Regions from separate parts of the Anas platyrhynchos genome. Here region 2 is linked to region 1. The links are chromatin contacts, called in public Hi-C maps. All regions are on one chromosome and are shown on one strand. The core of a region is the stretch at or near the end of the contact, and the rest is flanking DNA. Distances in the headings are between cores, read along the strand shown. Region 1 holds the start of HIPK2 (homeodomain interacting protein kinase 2). Region 2 overlaps HIPK2 (homeodomain interacting protein kinase 2).

What was found. Hi-C and Micro-C count contacts between places; a contact is called where the count stands out from the background.
Region 2: a Hi-C map of subcutaneous adipose tissue shows a contact between it and region 1, with 2.1 times the contacts expected there. The contact joins the enhancer-like site here to the promoter of HIPK2 in region 1. A contact is called at or near these places in 2 of 8 Hi-C or Micro-C datasets (liver and subcutaneous adipose tissue).

What each region holds. Positions count from the first base shown.
Region 1 is chr1:59,402,757-59,407,907 of IASCAAS_PekinDuck_T2T, forward strand. It overlaps HIPK2 (homeodomain interacting protein kinase 2), which reads left to right and starts at 3,036. Exons shown (of 15, transcript XM_027449100.3): 1 at 3,036-3,358. The coding sequence starts at 3,340.
Region 2 is chr1:59,457,868-59,463,573 of IASCAAS_PekinDuck_T2T, forward strand. The region is part of intron 2 of HIPK2 (homeodomain interacting protein kinase 2); the gene reads left to right. Among named protein-coding and RNA genes, the nearest start is that of HIPK2, 55 kb to the left of the region's middle. Within about 2 kb of position 1,409, at least 5 of the 8 cell types and tissues checked have an H3K27ac peak or open chromatin away from gene starts, as enhancers often do. A contact at or near this core is called in subcutaneous adipose tissue, where this site is marked.

The sequences.
Region 1 (5,151 bases), core at 1,786-4,285:
CTTCTGCATGCCCACACTCTGAGAGCTTCCTCCCTGCACCGGGCTTCAGCAGCCGGTCTGGGCCAAGGTCAGGACCTGTTGGGGCTGGTTTTGTTTACCCACATGTGCCACGACCTCAGTTGGCATTTAAATGTACATAGAGAATGGCCCTAGTCAGTGAAAATATCTCCATTGGCTTTCTTATCGTTACCAGCAGGTAAGCATCTATAATTTTTGTGGCATAACTGAACCGGAAGGCAATCAGGAATTGGTGTCCTGGGCCCATCTATTTCAGCACCTTGCCCTAAAAGAGGCAGAATAACCTGTGCTATGGAGCCAGGCAGCTTAACAGCTGTGTAGGTAGGTCCTGCATAGGTTTGGCTGCTCCAGTGTCACCCTCATGCTCCACCAGCCACCACAGTTGCCATTTCCATGCCCAGGCAACACAAAGTGAGTCCTGAGAACCCCTCTGCTGACCCCTTCCTCTTTTGTTCCGCTGGGGAGTGGATTTGTTTTATGTTTTAAGCTCTGGTGTCACGCTAGCATTGATGAAGTGCAGTTTAACGCAGGCCCAATGGCTACAGGATAGCTCAGGGTAAAACTGAGAGGGCAGAGAGAAGAAACCATCCGTGCACCTTCCTGCAGCAGGGACCACCGCCCCCATTTTACAGCTGAGGTTGTTGGTTTACAAGGTTGTTGTGGCGAACCTGAAGCCATGCTGCAGCAAAATGCAATGACGAGGAAGGAAGCTGCCAGGCGCTTTATTCTCCTGCTCCTCCACTGTGTTTTTGTCCTCTGCAGTTCTCTGATACTTTTCTGCCTCTCCTTCATGGCTCTGAAACGGAGCTCCACAGCTGCTGCTCTGATCAAGGGCAAGGAGACAGGCCGGGATCACAAGCATCAGTGGCCTCGAAAAATAGAAAATATCCTCAATCACAGGAGAAGAGAGAGGTGCAGAATTACAATGACCAGAAACACGTTTTGGGAACATGTGAAGTTATTGGCTTTGTGACGAGAGCCGAACACTGAGGGTCTGCACAGCTCGAGAAAAGAGGGGCAAGAAGCAAGCTCAAGGACCACACCGCTGCCGTCGGCACTGCTCGCCCTCCAGCTCTGGCTTGAACTTCTTGGTGATCCAGCTGGAGACATCTCCATTCCTTTCCCAGGTTTGGTGGTGTCTAATCTGGGGATCACTCTCAAAATGAAGCACTGATGAGACCGCAACAGGTTTTGCTCCCTCTGCTGTACGCAGTCCTCCAGTGCTGGCCCAGCCGCCTGTGCCCTCCAACACCTCCACCTGCCCCGTTGGCCGCTCCCCAACCCCAACGCGGTCAGCACGCAAAATCACCTTCATGCCGTAAACATAATGCAAACAGGAGACAGCCCCCATGGTGCCTCAGGCATTTTTAAGAGGGGGAAAAATCATGCAAAATGCAGAGGATACCTCGCACGCAGTGAGGCCCAGGGGAACCAGGGGATCAAGACCTCTGCAGTGTGGGCACAGCCATCCAGCTCTGTAGGGTGACCAGCGCGGTTTGTTCCCTGGTCCATATTTGTCTGCTGCTGTAGGCATGCTCTAGCACCACGAGGCTGTTAGGACAGCTTGAACCTCACTGAAATCCCTCAATAAAAGTTACTGTGTACCTCCTCCTCCTCCAGACATCCAGAGGAGGCAGCCGGGTGTCCAGCCCCGCCGTGACCCAGTGCTGCGGTAGGAGAGGTTTGGGCTGGCACCAGCAGCAGCGAGTGGCAGCGTTTTTAGGACCGGCCATAAGAGCAGGCATGAAGCGAGTTCATCATCCCCAGTCTGGTCCCAGACTGCTCACCAGTTAGGAGCTCCAGGCAGGCAGATCCAGACACAGCTAACGCAGGATCGCAGCCTGAGGTTTTGTTTCCACCTTTGCCAGAGGCTTTGCCACCATGTGTCTTGCATGGGTCTCAGCTTCCTTGCTTGTGTCACGGTACCTGGTGCCTTACCTTCCTTTGCAAAGCCACTTTTGGGAAAAAAAAATGGGTTCTGGATAACATGGCTTTGCCTATAGCTTTACCGTATGAATCGACAAAAACGATGTGGGTCGGGTTGGTGCTCTTACAGCGAGAGCTGAATGAGGGAGATGGATCCTTCAAAATAAAAATGGGGGGGGGGGGAGGGAGGGAGGGGTAGCAGCGGCTGTCAATCTCAGTAAGTAAACACTTCTTTGATGTGGTTATTTAAAAAAAAAAATAAAAAAATAACCCAAATCCTAAAAGCAACATCGTATGTTTATTTTAAATGCATCCGCTAAATATTTACACTGAAAGCAAGCTAAACGAAAAAAAAAAGGGGAAAACTGGAACTTTTGTCAGTGAACCAGATTGTGAAATGCCTTGAGGGAATAGAAGATTTATTTGGGGAGAGGGGGAGAGGTAGGAATTTTCCATGCTATTGTAAAACATGAGCTCAAATTATATGATCCCCACAGCCAGTGAATTGCAAAGCTTCAATCAGCTGCCTTTTTCTATTTTTTTTTTCCTCCCTTCCTCTCTTTTCTATAAAGAGGAGGGGGGTGGGGGGGGGAGAGAAGACAGAAGTGTTTCACCAACTTCTGTTGACTGTTCCTTTTTTCTCCTGATTGAAATGTGTTGTTAAACAAGATCCCACATAATCTCAGCAGAGGGTTCCTCTCGCTCGCTCCCTCTCCTTCTGGGAAGCCGCGATCAGTGCCATCGGCGCTTGATTATTTGCAAACTCCCTTCGCTGGCTTTTTTTTTTTTTTTTGCCCTTTTTTTTTTTTTTTTTTTTTCCTCCTCTCCCTCTCCGTCTCCCCTCTCTCTCTCTCCCTCCGTCTCTCTCTCTCTCTCTCTTCCCCCCTTCCTCTCGCCCCCAGCGCAACTTTCGCAGGCGCCCCGGCACACGCAGCCATGCCGCGCTGAGAGCGGGGGCACGGCGCCAGCCCCCCTCCTTCCCTCCCTCTCCCTCCCTCCCTCCTCCCTCTCCCTCCCTCCTTCCCTCCCTCCCTCCCTCCCTCCCTCCCCAGCGCCGCCGTCCCGAGCCGGGGGGGCCCCGCCGCCCGCCGCCCCTGCCCGGCCCCGCGCCGCGCCTCGCCCCGGCCCCGGCCCCGGCCCCGGCCCGGCCCGGCGCCGCCGCCCCCCGCCCGCTCGCCCGCCCGCCCCGGCCGCGTCGGAGGGCCGGCAGCGGGGCTGGATGTGCCCGGCTCCCCCCGCGCTGAGGCGGGCGGCGATGCAGAAGGCAGGCGGCAGCTTCGCCTCCGCCGAGAGACACCCGCTCAAGATGGCAGATGTGTGCTGAGTTTGGGGGGGCTGCGATCTCTCGCGTCGTTCGTGGCGGCGTTGCCATGAATAACGGGCGTCCTTGCACCGATGGCCCCCATGTACGAAGGTAAGCCCCGGGCACGCCACGGCTCCCCTCCAGCCCTCCCCTCCCGCGGGACCGGGGGTCCCCCCCGCAGCTCGCCGTGCCCCGGGGAGGCTGCAGCCCGGGGGGGGGGGGGGAGGAGACCGGGGCGAGCGAGGACGGGCGGGGGTCGCCACCCCGTTGCCCCCCACCCCATGCACCCCGTCCTGGGGTGCGGGGCTGGAGGGGGCGGCGGGCGAAGTCCGTGCCGGTGGCGAGCAGAACAATGAGGTGGCCGGAGCTTGCCCTGCGCCTCGGCGAGGCTCTCGCTGCCGGCTCCTCTCGCCCCTTCGCACGGAGTTGTCCCCCCCCCCAAAAAAAACCACACAGCACGGGGAGGGAGCGGGGACCCCGGTGGCAGCGGGCAGGGGGCACGGGGCTGCCGGCAGCCTGCTGTCAGCTCGGCTGGGGGGGGGGGACACCAAGTGCCCTAACTTAGTTCTGTGGGGTTCGAAGGGGGTGTGTGTGTGTGTTGGGGGGGGGTGCACGTTTTGGGGTGTCTGAAAAAAATAATAATTAATGATGGTGATGATGATGATTTATGCGTGTGAACGGCTTGGTTTAAATCCCCTGGCGCTGCGCTGACGGCAGGGTGCCGGGGGAGCATTACATAAAGCGGGGGGAAACCCGCCCGGTGCCGGTGCCTGGGGGGGGGGGGGGGATAGGGGAAGATAAGGGAGGGGGGGGCCCGGCAGTGGGACTGAGGCTGGGCAAAACTTAATCCGAGGGGAAAGCCGACTCCGGGCTGCGGCGCCCGGCAGCGGGGCGGTGTAAAGTTACCGCCCCGCCGGGTTATTCCTGGGCAGCCCCGCACGGCCGGGACCCCGCGGGAGACAAAGACGGAGCGATTTCGGCAGCGGAGGGAGGCCGAAACCCTCCCTTCCTCCCCTCCCCTTCCCCTCCTTTCCCTTCCCTTCCCTCCCTCCCCTCCCCGTCTGCCGGAGCCCGGCGCCGCCGGGGGGCGCGGAGGGGCCCAGCGCGGCGGCGGCTGCGGGCCGGGGCCGGGGCCGGGGCCGGTGCCGGCGGAGGGCCCCGGGTGCCGCTCGGTGCCGGCCCTCCGGAGGCGCCCTCTGCTGGCCGAGCCGCCCCGCCAGCACCCCCCGAGCCCCGGGCAGCCTCCAGCGGGAGGCCGAGGCCGCTGCGCCGCCGCCCGAGCCCACCTGCACGGCCCCCGGGGGCTGCTCGGGACCCGGCTGCGGAGCCCCGCGAGGGGACGGGGTCGTGGGCGAGCCGCGGGGACCCGGCGGGGGGTTCTCAGCCTCCCTGGGTCCCGGGGAGGTGGCGGTGCTGGAAGTTTGGTGCCCGGGAGCACCCAAACTTGTGCAGCAGCAGCCTGGCCCCGTGTGTGTGTATAGGGGGAAATGATAACGCCCTGACAAGCACGCTGTATGAGCAGATTCCCTGGAAAGGCTGTGGAAAAACCCCAAGGCAGCCAGCCGGACTCTGCCCGCACGCCTCGAGCCTCGGAGGAGGCGACTGCGCCAGTCCTCAGGAGCCAGCCAGCGGCGCGAAGGTGGATGGGGATTGTGCTGGCTGCAGTGTGCTCGCGGGTGAAGTTGCTTCTGGATAGGTTTCAGGCAGGCGGAGGAGGGGTTAATGAATGTTACTCGCCTCCGAGTTGCCGTGAGAGGTCCTTAGAAATCCCTGAAATATCGCAGCGCATTGATAAAAAACTTATCGCAGGGGATGCGATCGCCTCCTTGGAAGGAGACGGGGACCACGGTCCTCCCTCCGGAGCGTACCGTGTGTGTGTGTGTAGCAGCCCGGTCTGTGGCCCT
Region 2 (5,706 bases), core at 159-2,658, 53 kb after region 1:
GCAATCAGAGGCACTGTGTGTGCAAAGGGAGATAGCTCACATTGAAGCTGAAGGACCAACCTGCAGCATTTGGCAGCACGGTGTTGTGACACGGTTGCCAACCTCTGACCTTGGTGGTGGGTGTTTTTCCATGGAGACCTTGAACGAGTCCAAGCCTTCAGCCTCCTCCTCAGAGAGAGTTGAAGAAATCTCCCCAGCTGCTTCTGCCCAGCAGCTGGAGAAGTGCGGTAGTGCCTGTCCTACCTGTAAGTTGTCAGGGTATTTTCCTAACAGCCTCAGTGCGCTTCTTGGGTCTGGAGGGTAGCAAATACAGAAGTTGGGAGAGAAGCAGCAGGAGCAAACCCAGGGCAACAGAGTTTAGTTCTGATAAAAGCCATGGATGGCAAAGGTCAGGGTTGCTTGAGGCAGCTGATACAGCAACGTGAACTGCTCCTCTCAGCCCAATTCTGCCATGTGGTTTCACGTGGGATTTGAAGAGATTAATTTCCAGCTCAAGGTGTGTGCTTTCAAACAGCCCTGGAGCTCCAGCTCCTAGACAAGCTCACAGCTTTTACGTTAGCCTGTGGCTACAGAAATGGATTACTGCCCTCAAAATGGCATTTTAAGGCATGTAAGGATCTTGCATGCAGCACATAACTACAGTCCTCAGTTTTGCAAGGGGGATGTCAAGGTGGTCCACTGACAGGGAAGAAAAAAGATGCTGCTTGTTCTTCCTGCACAAAATGCCCCTGATTATTATTCTTTTTTGTTTGTTTGTTTTGCACAGTTCAAATTGAATGGTGAGTGAGGACCTAGAGCTGGGGAAGCAGGGAGGCTGGGAAATGCTGATTTAAATCTTCAGAGCTGTTGGTAGGCTCAGGCAGCTTGTAGAATAGCCACTTCCATTGCATTTCCCCCATGCTTCTGCCTCATTTTCCCTCCTGAGAGGGATCCATGTTGTTGGGTCTTTCCCTTCTGCACCAAGAACAGCATGTTTGCTTTCTATGTCGTTTCCTCTTGTAGGTTTAAGGTTAGGCTTCAAGCTGTGCTGCTGTTATGTCTCCTGTCAGTGATGTGGCCATGCGATGGGGTATATCTCTTCACGATGCTTTGAAATGGCGGCGGTGCTCTTGGTTGCGTGCCCACACAACGACACACCATGGCTTCCACAAGATGGCTGCTGTGGTGGCCTAGCTGGCCTGGCCCCTGCTGGCTGCCAGCAGGGGAGGGAGGACCAAGTCGCTTCAAAACCATGGTAGGAAGGGTAGGAGATGGCCGTGGCTGCTGCAAGGCCTGAGCTTGCTTCCCATGGTGCTGGGGGGAGCCTGCACACTGAGGGCATGACTGGCTGGGAGCTTAAGGGCTTTCTTATCTGTGCGGTGTGGCACAGGCCCATGGCAGTGCGTAATTAATAACGATAACTAGCCCTCCTTATGCAACCAGGGAATGTCTGACAGCGTTAGTAGGTGGTTGCTCAACAACAAGGCATGTTACGACTAACCAGCTGGGACCAATTACGAAAGCCTCAGCGGTGCTAGCAAGCGCCTGCCTGCTCACATCCTCCGACTAAGTTGGGAAGACGAGTGACTGCTCTGCAACATGTGGGCAGCCTCACGGCCTGCTGGCATGTGGAGTTTGACTGAAGCTCAGCCACTACATCGAGCGTGGGGTGTGGGCACGCTCCAGGCTGTGCCTGCTGGTCACTGACCAGCTGTGGCTCCCTGCATCGGGGCTGTCTGTAGCTCATGCTCCCAGATTTGGGGTGGGGAAGTGCCCCCAGGGGCTGCACCACCACCACCACATCCCTCCCTACTCAGCAGCTTCTCCCAGCCCCTCACCGCTGCAGCAGCATCCATCCATTCCCAGGACCTACCCACAGCGAGCAGCTGCAGCGAAAAGCAGGAGCTCCCACTCACAGCTTCCTCATCGATGCTTAGTTGCTACATGAAGATTTCAAGAGTGTGCAACTAAAACATAAAATGAAGCAAAAGACTAAGTGGCACTGCACAGAAGAGAGGGGGGGAAAAACACTGAATCATTGTCCAAAAGGTGCAGCCATTAGAGAATAATAATAGTTTTTGTCTGTGGTGCAGCTGGGGCCATGGAAGCAGAAGGAAGGTCCTCAGTGACCTGTGCAATGGCTCTGTTTGTTTAATGTATGAAAACAAAGAACTGAAAAGCAGACAGGGCCCTTTGCAGATACTGCTGCTGTCTCGGTTCCTGTATCTGTGCCCTCTCTTGCTGCGTGTGTGTGCGTTTTCATGCTCCAAATCAACTAATCACAGCTACATGCTCTTGGATGCCTTCAGTTTTGCATCTCCTTCTCGGTGCTGGGGCACTCCCAGGTTGTAGAATTACTATTTTTGTAATTTAGAAACTACAACAAATAATGTGAAGTCAAACGGTTACTATTTTATTGTCTGTTTCTGCAACTGTCCTTCAGAACGAGCTTGTAGTAATGACATTATTCCCACCCCTCCACCCTGACCTCAGTCTTTTTCTATCCATTTAGCGAATGCTGCAGCTTGCTCTGTTTTTAATGGGTGGGAATCAATGTGGCTTTTTAAAATTGGATTCTCTCTGCCTGCACAAACAAAATCAATGGTGTTATTGAGCATGTGCAGGGCTGTGTGAACAGGAGCAAGCCAGCGGAGTTTGCTGCCTCAGTGAGGAAGGGGCAAAGCTTGTAGCTCACGCTGGGAGGATCAGGCTTTATTTCTGTGATTTTTGGTAAGGGCTGATGAGCAGCTCAGCACTTTACAGAAAGTAAGGTCTAGGGAGCACTCTTCATCAGATTAATAAGATTTTTAAGGTGATCAGCATGCTGCTGTACAATGGACTAAAGCCAGAGCAGTTTGAGTGCTGGCAGGAGGTTTGAACATCCCAGTAAAATGAGATTTGATCTGAACCGTGCTTTAGTTTGGTATCAATTAAAAACTGGGTTTTCCCCACCTCATTTTGCTCCTGCTGTGGCCTGGTCAGAGACCTCTGGTCTCTGAGCTGAGTTTCAGAGGGAGCATCAGGGGTGAGTTCTTGCCTTGCCCAAACTAAGTGTTTGTACCCAAACAAAGGGGATGGGGGATTTGTGTACCTGTGTTTTTTTTTTTGTTTTTTTTTTTTTTTTTTTTGTGTTTTTTTTTCTTTTGTGGGGGAATGCGTTCACTAATGCTGAGCTGTCTGGGAAACTCAACTGACAGAATTGTTTATGGCCTAGGGAGATGGGGGAAGGGCAGATTACAGATGGATGGTTTTGGTGTTTTGTTTTGGTTTTTTTTCCCTACTTCTTCAGGGATAATCATCAGATTTAACATTTTATTGTATGGTGTGGGAGGGATGGACTCTTCCAGCATGTTCTCTTGGAGACATCAGTGTCATGTGTAAGTCCTGGTTCACAAGGCTGTGGAAGATAGCTTGTGAAAGTGGATTAAATGATACAGAATATTTTCAATTAAACCCAGCTGGGTAGGTTTATCACGATCCATGAAAGTACCTTGTACTCGCTGGCCTTAAGAGCCTACCAACCACTGCCGCCGGCTGCGTTGGCAGGACAAAGAGCACGCACGGAAAGGAAGTTCAAAATTTATTCCTTGTTGAGTCTTGACCTCCCTGTGCAAACTACCAACACAGCGGGTGTATTTGTCTTCCAGGAATCAGGCTGATACTACCAGCCCTGTCAGACAGGATGCCAACAGCCTTCCAGCTGTAGCCAGTTTCAGACACCACTGATACGGGTCAGATTCAAACCAGTGACTTTAGTTTTATGTGAAAGACTCCAGAACCTTTTATCAACCTGCAGGGCCATTCAGTCATTTCGCATAAATGCACATGCCAACGCTTGTTTTGAACACGGCTTTGTTGGAGCACAGCGAGCTCAGTGTTTTGAATGAGAGCAGAAATTTCTGGCTGTATGACAGAATGGGTTTTCTAATATTCCTGTCAGCTGAGGAGCTCTGGCCTGAAAAGGAAGGGGTGGCAAGAAGGGGACTTTCCTACAGAAAGGCGTGCTTGTTCAGTGTCCTCTGTTCTTCTGGCCAAACAGGGTTAGCTTTAAGATGCTGTCAGCTGAGTGCGGAGCCTGATGAGTGGAAAGGAAGAGTTGTGTTTATGATGGTTTCATGTCTCCGTAGCCGGGAGGAAAACCTGAGCTGGCATTTGGTTCCTGACAGCAACTTCTGCTGTAGTGCTGCTCATGGATCTGGCTGTGTGACTTCCTAGAGAAACTCTCTGATCTTGGTTTTTGTGACCCACTTCAGGTCTCTTCATTTCTAAGTGCTCAAAATCTCCATCACCCCCAGATTCCATTTGCACATGGCATGGGAAAGCTTCTAACAAACAAGGAAATGAACCTTCTGCTGTCCCAGTTTGAGCGAGGATTTCTATATGGCTATCATTTAATTATGAGATTGTGACTGGCCTGGACAAATGAGACAGTTTCAGTATCCTATAATCAGTATGGCTCATCCATGCATACGTTATAAAGTATGTAGAGTAGCTATAAATGATGCAAGTACAGTGCTTGGTATGTGTAAGTATGTCCTGGTGGGCACCCTTCTTCAGTGTGCAGGCGCTGTCTTATCAATGCAAGAAGCTTGTGATCATCACATATCCGTTAAAGAAGTGAAAAATGTCTTTATTGGCCTCTTTTCTTTCCTCAGACAACAAAGGTTGTTCTTAGTATTTTTCAAATGTTGCCAGCAGTGGGGTTTTCTGCAATTTGCAAATCAGTGCGAGAAGCTTCCCGTGGTTGAAGTGCATTCAGCAAAGGGTCCAGTTGAACACCAGTTTACCAATCACCTAATTTCCACGTGTAATGCAGTTTTTAATCAATACAGCCTTTTTTTCAATATCTACTGCTGAGATTATTAGAATCTGGGAAGGAAAAAATAATACGGTGTATTGTAGCATGTACCAGGAGGGGCTTTTTTCCTCTGGCTTGTGCTGGGGACCTCACAAAGCAAGCCATTTGTTGTGGAGGGGACTCTCATAGCTGCGAGGGCAGGGAGCTTTTCACACAGCTCGATGCACCATTTCTCCCCACTACAGGATCAGCAGTGGGCTCTGCTGGGGGTGCTGGACCTTTGAGGTGTTCATTCAGAAATGGGCAGAAAGATCCAAATGTCCCCATAGGGGTTACCCAAAGTCTCAGGTGTTCCAGCTGCCCCTGCCTGGTACCATGGAAAGGCGTAGAAAACATTGGTGAAACTACTGAAAAAAAAATATTACAGGAAGTTATGATTTATTTGGGGGTACTTTTTTGAGGTTTTAGGGTTTATACTGCAAAGGTTTTGGCTGGAGCTCTGGCAATTAGGAACTTAACCAAAATAGAAAGCTAACATTGTTAGTTGAATCTGCAGCTGAGAATAAAGGAAAACAAAACAAAAACAAGAAAAAAACTATTTAAAAAGTATTAGTGACTTAAAGACTCTTCAAATAATAAGGGTATTTGGACTGTCCTGAGTTGTTTTGGTTTGGCTATGTGATTTAAAGGCTCCATTTTGGTCTAATCAGAACAAAATTTCCCTCCACAAAGTACTTCTCCAAATTATTTAGCAAAAAATAACCTCCTTCTACTCTAATTAAAAACCTGCCACTATGAAATTTTGGTGTTAGGCATTAATGCAATATTTCTGGCGGATGAAAAATCAATCCAATTTCACTTCATATAGAGGACATCTTGTCTTTTTTTCTTAAGTATATATATATATCCCGTCCCCTTACTAATCTCCA